Linked DNA regions of Manis pentadactyla: region 2 is linked to region 1. Evidence: chromatin contacts called from public Hi-C data. All regions are on one chromosome and are shown on one strand. The core of a region is the stretch at or near the end of the contact, and the rest is flanking DNA. Distances in the headings are between cores, read along the strand shown. Region 1 holds the start of TLCD3A (TLC domain containing 3A). Region 2 holds the start of NXN (nucleoredoxin).

The links. Hi-C and Micro-C count contacts between places; a contact is called where the count stands out from the background.
Region 2: a Hi-C map of skin fibroblasts shows a contact between it and region 1, with 8 times the contacts expected there. The contact joins the promoter of NXN here to the promoter of TLCD3A in region 1. A contact is called at or near these places in 2 of 3 Hi-C or Micro-C datasets (fibroblasts and skin fibroblasts).

Annotation. Positions count from the first base shown.
Region 1 is chr4:141,745,001-141,750,236 of mManPen7.hap1, reverse strand. It overlaps TLCD3A (TLC domain containing 3A), which reads right to left and starts at 1,592. Exons shown (of 6, transcript XM_036906233.2): 1 at 1,127-1,592. It overlaps VPS53 (VPS53 subunit of GARP complex), which reads left to right and starts at 1,476. Exons shown (of 22, transcript XM_036906231.2): 1 at 1,476-1,698; 2 at 3,511-3,591. The coding sequence starts at 1,612.
Region 2 is chr4:141,965,911-141,971,137 of mManPen7.hap1, reverse strand. NXN (nucleoredoxin) reads left to right here and starts at 3,690. Exons shown (of 8, transcript XM_036906240.2): 1 at 3,690-4,144. The coding sequence starts at 3,791.

The sequences.
Region 1 (5,236 bases), core at 343-2,842:
AGATTCAAAAGGTGACATATTGTATGATTCCATTTATATGACATTCTGGAAAAGTCAAACTATTGAGAAAGAAATGAGGTCACTGGTTGCCAGGGGAGGGGGTGGGACATAAGGGAATTTCAGGGGATGATGGGACTGTTTTAGGACTTGATAATTATGACAGTTATGTGACCCTATGCACTTATCAAAACTCATGGCATAAACTAAAAGGGTGAATTTTACCATATATAAATTATTTAATGTTAAAAAGTGAAAAGGTGGATGTAATTACCTTTTCCTTTAAAAAAAAAGCATCTTTTCTGATTACAGAACTACAGGTTAATTGTAGATATTTAAGGAAAATGTACAAAGAATATATTCCATTATCTTAAAAGTAGTATTTCCTTGCTATCATTTTTATAGGTGCAAAATACATGCACACATAAACTGGACCATGGTGTACTTTTTTGCTTTCTGTAATATATCAAGCACATTTTTCCATGTCATTAAATAATTTTCAAAATCATGACTTTATGGTTAATATTCCATTGTATGGCCGATTTATATTTTTAAGCCTTTCTTTATTGTTAGAAATTATATTGCTTCTCTCTTTTCTTTACTATAAACAATTCTGGTAAAATTAAAAAAAAAAAAAAAAAGCTCAGTGGAGCCAGGGACTCTTCCAGCTTAGAGTTTCAGAGTGTTTAACTGGTAAAACAACTCTTCCTTTGCCCGCAATTCTCTCATTGTCTTAAGTGTCTGATGGAAAAGTGGTTCCACAGGGTTATCTGGCCTCTTCCCTTTGTGGTACAAAGTCCCAGATACCCTAGCTTAAAATTGCATAGCGCTTTGTATATTTAACCCTCACCACTGGGTATGGCAAGCAGGGCAGACGGAGTAATTTGTTCAAGATCACACAGCTTATGAGTCGTGGAATGGGACTTAAGACTCCAGATACTCAAGGGTGTCATAAACATTTCCCCAGCGGCGGGGCTCTGCCTAATCAGGCTCTTTTACCCCCCGCCTCGAGTAGAAAGCTGCAGATACCCGCAGACAACTGCCGACAGATTGGCACACGGAGAACGAACTCCTGTCAAGTGGACTCTGTCTCATCCTACAAATCATCCTTGGCAAGATCGCCACTTACCAGCTGGGGTCATTTCTCCCCCGATGGCAGGTGGTCACCTACTGTCACTGACCAAGGGGGCCCTGGTGCCGGAGAGTCGCCAGCTTCGCGGCCAGTGAGGGTTGCTCCCGGTGGGTCGCGACGCTGCTGGGGCTTCCCCCACCCCGCCGCAGGGGGATCCTGCCGGGACGGCCAGGTCCTCCCCAACACCAGGCCCCTCAGTGAGGGGACGCCGCCTTCGGTGAGGTGAGGGCAGGGAGGGGCCGCTGGACTACAGGGCGGTATGGGGAGTCTCCCGGGACTGCCCCTACCGTCTCCTCCGGGCGATCAGAGGTCAGTCCTCCGCTATCCCAGACTGCCCCGGATCCCGGAAGCGCCGGGCTTCCCGGAAGTGCCGGGCTGGCTGTCAGAGCCGGCGATCGCCTGAGCGCCGCCGCGGGAGGGTTGCGGTTCTGGGGCTTGGGTGGCCGCTGGAGGATCGACTCGCGGTTGGGGTGGGCTGCGGGATGATGGAGGAAGAAGAACTGGAGTTCGCGGAGGAGCTGGAGGCCGTGCTGCAGCTCACGCCCGACGTGCAGCTAGCCATCGAGCAGGTGAGCGTTCCGCCCCTCTGAGGGGAGGAGAGTGCGGAGGACGGGGCCGCGTTAGGGGTGGGAACTGAGTGAGACGGGGAGGGAGCGGTCTACGGGCGGAGAGGTGGGAGCTGGGCGCTGACCGGAAAGGAAGGGTTGTGGGGGAGGTGATGGCGGAAGGGGGTTTTCGAGTGTAGGGGAGGGAGAGAGCTCTTTCTAGGCCTTGATTGTCTTTGGAGAGTGGGGCGTCCTGGTGGATTTGGGCAAAGGAGCTGTGCGTCCTCAGAGGATGAACGTAGAAGATGGGTAGTAACCTCAGATTCGGGGCGTTGTGGGTCTGTTCATTCATTTACCAGGCTGATCTGCTGCCGCGCCCGATTCTCAGCCTAGCCCTCTTGTGAAGGACTCGGAATTGAGGGGAGGGGTAACCTTAACTTCTGAAGCAGATCGCAGAGTAGAAGGGAATCGTTTGAAAACAGATCTCTTTACCACACTTAAAAGGCTGAGAATTCCTGCTGTTGATAGCCTGAGTCAGATTGAACAATATTCCCAGAGGTCTCCCTTCCCTGCAGGGCTCCTTGGTTGACTAAATTCTCTTTGCAAGTTGAGTTTTTAAGAGTAATGATATTCGAAATAACGATTTAGACCCTTGTACTTTATCAGGGTATTGCTCCTGATAAAGGGGGAAAATTTCCCTTAAAAGAATTGGCATAAGGGTATGATTTAAGAAAAGGAGGGTTATACCACATTTAATAACCACTGGAAAGGTTTTCAAAGTAAGAAATTACTACTATTATTACTAATAGTTAATATTTATTGAGCATTAATACTTACCATGGGTCTGCCACAGCACTAAGAAATTTATCTGTATTGCCCCATTTATAAAGATTTTTGGATGTGTGTTTTTCTAGGAATGGTTGAATTACCCATTCAAAGCATATTTGGTACAAACTGTGAGGCTACCAGAACCCTCGGCAGAGGGTTTGGTTTTTCAGGCCACACTGTTCCCCTCCCACCTCCATCGGCCAGAAGAAGACATACATTTCATTTGCTGTTTGGACCGTCATAGAAGCAGCAAATAATGCAGTCAGCTATTGTTTGACCAAGATTTTAGCAGAGCACATTTTTGCTATTTCTTAATATGATTGAGTTCTAGCATAGGTTTATCTAAAAAGCAGACACCAGGAAAAAAAATTTGCTTCCCAGAAAAACTATCCTGAACTGGTAAAATCCAGTATCCAGTACCCAGGGATCACAAGACTGCTTTATAATCCACCTTGTTACATGTTCTTCAAGTTGCAACTATTGAAGGGAGTTACCTGTATTTCTCAGAAGGCAGCATTCTTTCTTTTGCTAAAGAAATGGACAGTTCCTGAATGCCAGCTCTCCATTTCCTGACATGGTCTGAAGCATAAAAATTCCTTCAGTGCATAATGAATTCTACTGCTGAGACATCATCGAGATGTAGTGCATAAATCTGTTACCAAGACTTGCTTTAATATAACCATGTCATCAGCTGCTTTAATCTGACAGTGCACAGTGCCTGCTTATTTTTTCTTGTCCTTGGGATTTTGTTGATGCCTGTGGAACTTTTTCACTGTTACACGTTTTGCTAGTGGCGCCAATATATTAAAATTACAGAAGTTGGTGAAAATTAAAGATTTGCTTAAACAAATATTTTATTGAGCATCTGTTGTGTGTTAAGCCTTATAAAATGAAAAAATATGTGGTTTTTGCCTTCAAAAATTTTACCACCCAGTAGGGAAGAAAAAAATAATACATAAAACAAGACAGAAAGGTGCCAGTTATTTTTAATCCCTTGTCCTTGTATAGGTATTTCCAAGCCAGGATCCTCTAGATCGAGCAGATTTCAATGCTGTGGAGTATATCAATACCCTGTTCCCAACAGAGCAAGTAAGTATAGAGTTTCCTTGATTTCAGAGGCTTCTGGCTTATCCTGAATGTTAAGACTGCTGTGTTATACTACATAAGCTAGGGTGTGCCTCGATAAACAAGTGAGAGTTAAATTCAAATCAAACTCCATTGTAAAAAAGGTGGTGGGGTAGTTAGCTAATACCAAATACTGTCGTTGCATGAGAGTGGGATTCTTTGTATTGGGACCATATTGTTGGAGATTGTACCCTTAGGTTGTAGGGTCCTCTCAAATTTTCTGTAGTAAATTCAGGAGTGGAAAGAATTTTTAAAAATTTGATGGGGAAGAATGGGAGTGAGGTGGGTAAGATAAGCCTTGAATCATAAAGCTACTTTAACTGCTATTTTTTTCAAGATGTAAATTTTTGGACTTTATGTTTTATATTGCTTTGTTGGGTGATTTGCCAACCAACAAAATCGTGTACAGGTGGGTTTTTTCTTAATAAAATTAATTTTGGGTGTTAAGGTGAGAAGTAGACCAGAATTAAAAGCAGCAGACTTGGAAAAAGGTCAGCTAGAGATCTGGTATGTTTTTCATTTTTAAGTCTGCAAACATTCCTGGGCACCTGTCAGGTGTTGTCATTCACTGTGCCAGGCACTGGGGATACAAAGGTGAATAAAACCCAGTCCATGACCTTGAAGTGCACATAATCAAGTTCAGGGACACACTGGTGAATGCTGTAGGAGAAGTATATAACAGTGTAGTGAAGAGCAAAAGAATAGTTCTTTCTAGGAGAACCTTAGAGAGGAGGCAGCCCTCTGCCAAGTCTTAACAGATTCATTCCTTCATTTAGTCAAACTCAGCAATCATTTATTAAATGTCTACTAAGTGCCAGGCACTGTCTAGAAACTGGGGAGAAATGGTAAATATAACAGGAAAGTTCCTGGTCTCATGGGGTCTAGTGTGGGAAGAAGACAATAACCAAATCAACAAATAAGTAAACAAGAAATTATTAAGTATGGTTGATGCTATGATAGAAAACAGGTGCAGTGATAGAGCATGACAGCATCATGGAGCTCCTTTAGATAGGTGGTCAGGAAGGTGTCCCCGAGGTACCTAACCTTTAAGCTGAGTCCTGATTCTTATGAAGGAACCAGGCTTATGGCAATCTGACAGAACACAATTCTAGGCAGAATGAATCTCTAGGCAAATCTTCCAGAATATCAGGGGAAAGAAGTCTGATGTAAACACAGGGCAAAGGCTTAGAGACGGGAAACACTGTTCACAGCATAGCCTGGTAGGAGATGAGGCTGAAGGGGGAGGGAGAGCAAAGATCCTGAAGGAACTCTGTCCTCTAGGCTTGTGCCTCTCAGAGAAATATTTCCCATACAACCAGTTTTCACTGGGCTAAAATTTAAGCCTGTACCCCCAAAATATGTACATATCCTAGGACCATTCTTAAATAAATTAGGTTTTAGTAGCATTGGCAGTATCAATAAATAATAAAAATAGAGGTTTGAATATTTTCTTCTTATACCTTCATGGGTATTATTGCAAACCCATGAGTAGGCCACACCCTACTCTGGAGACTGCTATCCAGTCAGTGGGTGTTTATTGAGACTTTTGACAAGGGAATGACTGAATCAGATTCACATTTTTTAAATTCCATCTGGCAGCAATGTGGGG
Region 2 (5,227 bases), core at 2,441-4,940, 220 kb before region 1:
TCACAAATCATAGCACTTATTTACAAGGAGTATAGCACTAATCTACAGGTAACATTTTTACAGGGCACTCCCATTTAAATGGGGTAAATTTTTTGCTTGAATCAATTTGATCCAAATTTTGTTGGATCATTCCTTAAACTAAGTGGACTTGAAAAACTTTTATAATCAAAATGTTCATTTTGTTCTAACAGCTTTGTTTTAATGGAATTTGAATTTTTGTGTCTGAGACATTTTGCTCTTTCATTCTGAGATGTCCTGATGTACTTTAATATTTCTTTCTCCACTAATAATAGTTTATCCTTTAATAAATCCTTATTTGAGAATTCAAAATACTTTTTTCTCGGGCTGGAATAATACCTTCCCTATTTTTCCCACAAATATTCCTAGTCCTTCAATTCCCTTCCCTGACCAATCTGTTACTATTTCTTAAATGCCTTTCTAGATATATTTCGTCCATATATAAGCAGTATATTCCTCAGTGTGTGCATTTTTTTCCACTTTAAAATGTACAAGTAGGTGCTGAGTATTTCTTCCCTATTCTACACCTTACTTCCTCTCCTGTGCATCTTAGAGATATTTCATATCAGGGTATGTAATGGTTAGTTTTGTGTGTCAACTTGACTGGGTCACAGTGTGCCCAGGTGTTTGGAGGTGACGTATTCCTCATCTGGGTGTGTGTTACTCTGGCTCATTTACTGAGTGGCCCCAAAAAGCTGCTGGTTTGAGTGGGCCGAGAACAAGAGAAGGCTCTGCACCAGGCCTCTGGATTCAGAAGAGAACTATGCCATCGGCTCCCCTGGATCCCTAGCTGGCTGACTGCATATCTTGGGACTTTTCAGCCTCCATCATCATGTGAGCCAGTTCCCTATAAAAAAATCACTATATATATTGGTTCTGTTTCTTTCTTTGGGAGACACAGATTAATACAATGTACAAAGAAATCTTAATTATTTTCAGTGACCAGATTATGTTCCAAATGATGAATGTGCCATAATTTAATCATCATCATTGATAGGCCATTAGGCTCTTGCCGGTCTTCTAGTCTTTTTCTGATTTTAACCGTGTATCAATAAATATCCTTACACATACATCTTTGTGCATTTATGTTGCTATACCTAAGACCAAGAAATGTGATTTATGACTCTTAAAAGGTGACAAATATATATTCTGTGCCTGTTTTGTGTGATATCATGTCTTAGAATGCAATTTCCCAAAAGGAAAACTCTGTAATGTGTATGTTCTGTACAATGTCAGGCATATTGTGGCTTCTTAAAACATATTTCAAAACAATAATAATTTTCAGAATAGCTAGTGAATTCATATAACATAACTAGCTGAATACCAGTAGGCATATTCTCTTTAAGTGGGTCTCTTGAACTGTATAAGCAGAGAAAGTGCTTTCTGCAAGCCCAAGGATGTTGGCTATTCTTTACAGGAAGCCAAATGAGTCTCCTTGGGCTTCTTGTAACAAACACCCACTAGAATTATGATTTTGGAATAATTTCCATTGCAAATCCCCTCTCTCCACACCCCTTTAAAAAGCAGCTGCGATATTTGGCTTCTAACCAAGGCCTGCTGCATCAACAATTCTCAAAATTTTATTTATATTTCATGTGCAGTATGTTCAAACTCTCACTTTCCAGGTGCCAGATGCTGGTTTGGACACAGTCCAATGGAAAGTGCTTTCCTGTAAAATAAGAAAAGTTAGATGCAAACAAACCTCCTCTTTATATCAGACTTGCACCTAGGATACCAAAGTTAAGTACTCTAATAATGAGCTCACTATTTTCAATCCTCCACATTTGCGATCCCCAAAATTCTGTCCTCCTGTACCTCCATGCCAAGTACTTTCTCCTCTGGCTTCCATAGGATGTAAATGCTTGTCATTCTTTTACATCTCCAGTGTTCATCTGAAAATGTCAGAGTGTAGGAATCTATCTTTCACGTGCTTTCAATGATGTCTAATGCAGACCCACCCATGGGTATTCAAACGTGATTTAGATGAAGAGATAAAGCATTTTAGCTTATTTTCAGGATTTTAGAAGATTCTAGTAACAACTTACTGTCTGTTATGATAATAGCCTTACCGTATTTTCACTCAAAAAATGATGCTTTCCCTGTGTTTTGTGATGATACTATCCCTACAGTAGCACCAAATTTGGCATAATATTCTAAGAATTAACTTGGAATTTGCCTTTGTGGTAGGGTTTTTGTGTAAAGGCAGTGTAAAGGCAGAACTCAATCCAAAGATTCTGCTTGTGAAATGAGCAGCACTGTTAGGTAGATACTTAGAAAAGTGGACATAATTTTTAGAGACTGCCCATCCACTCTTGGCTTCTACCTCCACCTCTCATGATTTATGTGGTAACATTTCACTGAGCTGAAAACTTTAGGCATGAAAATTTATGTTTGTGTCAGAAGCTCGCAGTTATATTCTGGGGCTTAAATGAACTTTCATAAAGCATGTTATGGATGTGTGTGTGTGTGTGTGTGTGTAAAGCCGCTAAGTAATAACAAATATTGTGTGTGACTGCCAGTATCTTTTTTCACGTTATTGGGGTCTGGTTGATCTCATCTTCATTTTCATTCTTTCCACTAGATGGCGGTAGATGCCCAGGAAATAGCTTCCAAAGAGCTGATGGACCCGGGCGAAAGGGGCGCTTTCTCCTTTCAGTGGCTTGTTGGTGGCTGGGCGGGCACACACTGAAGGTCCTCCACAAAGGGTGAGTGTGGTATAGATTTTTTGTATGTGTGTGTTTGTGTGAGAGGAGGCGGGAAGACTTATCACAGACCACCTGTTTAATCCAGGTTCTAAGCATAGGGTAGCATCTTGCCAGCTGACAAAACAAAACAAACCTAGAATTTTTCTCAACTATCAACAATCGATATAAGCTATGGAACCAATTCAGGAGAGCAGCCATCATTGATTTAAAGATGTTGTGGCATCTGTTGCACACATTTGTGGAGATGGAAGAGAGCCACTCGCTGGTGGGAAATGGCCTAGGGGACATGGGGACTGAACTCCCACAGTGCGACGTGCCATCAACCCACAAGTATTTATGGATTCCCTCATGTGTGTCTTGCACCAGAGCAGAAGCCACACAAGAAATCTGGGGTGGCATCCTCGAGTCCTCTCACAGTAGACAAAAACACACCCAAAACATATACACAGAGAAGTGCGTGCCGAGCAGGACGCAGCCTGATGAAGTGATAATGTGTGAGGATGGTAGGGCTGTCAACACGGCGAGAGGTCAGTGCGGCACGAAATGGCCAAGGGCTGGGCTTTGTGTAGGGGGAGCGAGGGAAGGAGGCAGAGGGACAGGAAGGGGAAGAGAACTCAGGTCGGAGAACAGGGGTAGTCCCTGGAGAAGTCCGCAGAGAATTTGTAATTCCGAGGGGAGAGGAAATGGAGGGAGGGGCGAGGGCAAGTCCAACCCAGTGCGGACTGCGGCCTCGGAAAGCCGGGCTCGGCGGGCCCTCGTTTCCTGTAGACCCCGAGCACTCCCGTCCGAGAGGGCGCTTCCGGCCAGCCTCCTCGCAGGGCTGTTCGCCGAGCACTTCGGCCGCTCGGTGGAAGCCCTCGGCTGCCGCGGACAGGGCGCCGACCGTCCGCGCGGCCCAGGACGGCCACGGAGGGGGCGTGGCGAGGGCGGCCCGGAGGGGGCGTGGCGAGGGCGGCCGGGTGGGCGGGGCTCTCTCCCGCGCCCGCCGCCGCCGCCCGCCGCGCGGACAGAGGGAGCGGGGTCGCCGCTGCCTGCCCGCCCGCGTGCCCGGGCTGCGGTGGGCCAGGATGTCGGGCTTCCTGGAGGAGCTGCTCGGCGAGAAGCTGGTGACGGGCAGCGGCGAGGAGGTGGACGTGCACTCGCTGGGCTCCCGCGGCATCTCGCTGCTCGGGCTCTACTTCGGTTGCAGCCTGAGCGCCCCCTGCGCGCAGCTCAGCGGCAGCCTGGCCGCCTTCTACGGCCGCCTGCGGGGGGAAGCGGCGGCCGGGCCGGGGCCGGGGGCCGGGGCGGCCGCGGAGCCCGAGTCGCGGCGCCGCCTGGAGATCGTCTTCGTGTCCTCGGACCAGGACCAGCGGCAGTGGCAGGACTTCGTGCGGGACATGCCGTGGCTGGCGCTGCCCTACAAGGAAAAGCACAGGAAGGTGAGCGGCGCGGGCCTCGTCGGCGCCCCCGGCCTGGGTGCGCAGCCCGCGCGGCCCCGGGAGCGGGGTCCGCACCTTCTGCCCCCCCCCGTATCCCCGCTCCTCTGGCCTCAGTGTTCCCTTCCTCTGCCTGTGCCGCCTCCCATCCCAAGACCCCGCCGGGCTGGGGGTGGCAACTCCTCTGTGCCGGTGCCAGGCCGCGCCCGCCGGGGGAAGTTTGACATCTCTCGGCTCCTGACCCCGGCTTGCGACCTGAGGAGTCGCGAGCCCGGGCCCCACATGCTGGGAGTCTCGCCTAGGGGGTGGCCGCGTCTGGGCACCCGGACTCCGTCACCCCCCCCTGCCTGAGGCGCGGGGAGGAGCTGCTTCCTTCCCGCAGCCGCCGCTACTCTCCCCGCGGATACCTGTAGTGGGTGGGGGAGGGCCTAGCCCCCTTCCCATAATGCCCACACCAGGAAGTTTCCTTTCTTTCCCAGGGAATCTGCTCTCCTGGGGCCCCCGCCCCCTGTAACCCGGGACCCGGAGGCCGAGGCCGAAGTCAGGCAGCCCGGCGCCCCGGGGAGGCAGCCGCTGACCGTGGCTTTGCGGGAGGAGGCAGCTCACTCCTCTCCCCTTCTCCCTCCCTCCGTAGCCCCGGCTGAACTGGTGGCCACCGGGGAGCTTTTCATTGTCTGGCTGTCCTGCCATTCTCCCCAGATGCCTCCCAGGCACCGGAACAGACCCGTCCGTGCGGCTCTTAGTTGCTTGGTTGGTGGGCCACTGTGGTCATGGCATTAGATTAAATGCTGCACCGACCCCACAGGTGCAGAGTAGCCGGAAGAAGCAGGCCTGGGGGAAACATGTACTTGGCTGTCACCTTCTCATTGGTCCCAGTTTGCTGCCGAAATTAGTTTGGGTTTTTGACTATCTGTTGGATGAGATGTCTGTTTTCATAAAACGAATTCAGGAAATGTTATGAATCGAAACAAAAAGTTTTGGAGCGCTGTTAATTACTATGCCTATACTCATCCCGGTCCTCCCTTTCTGAGGGGAGTCTGAATTTATGGAGTGGAGGGAAGAAGGGTTCTTCTGGGGGAATTTAGG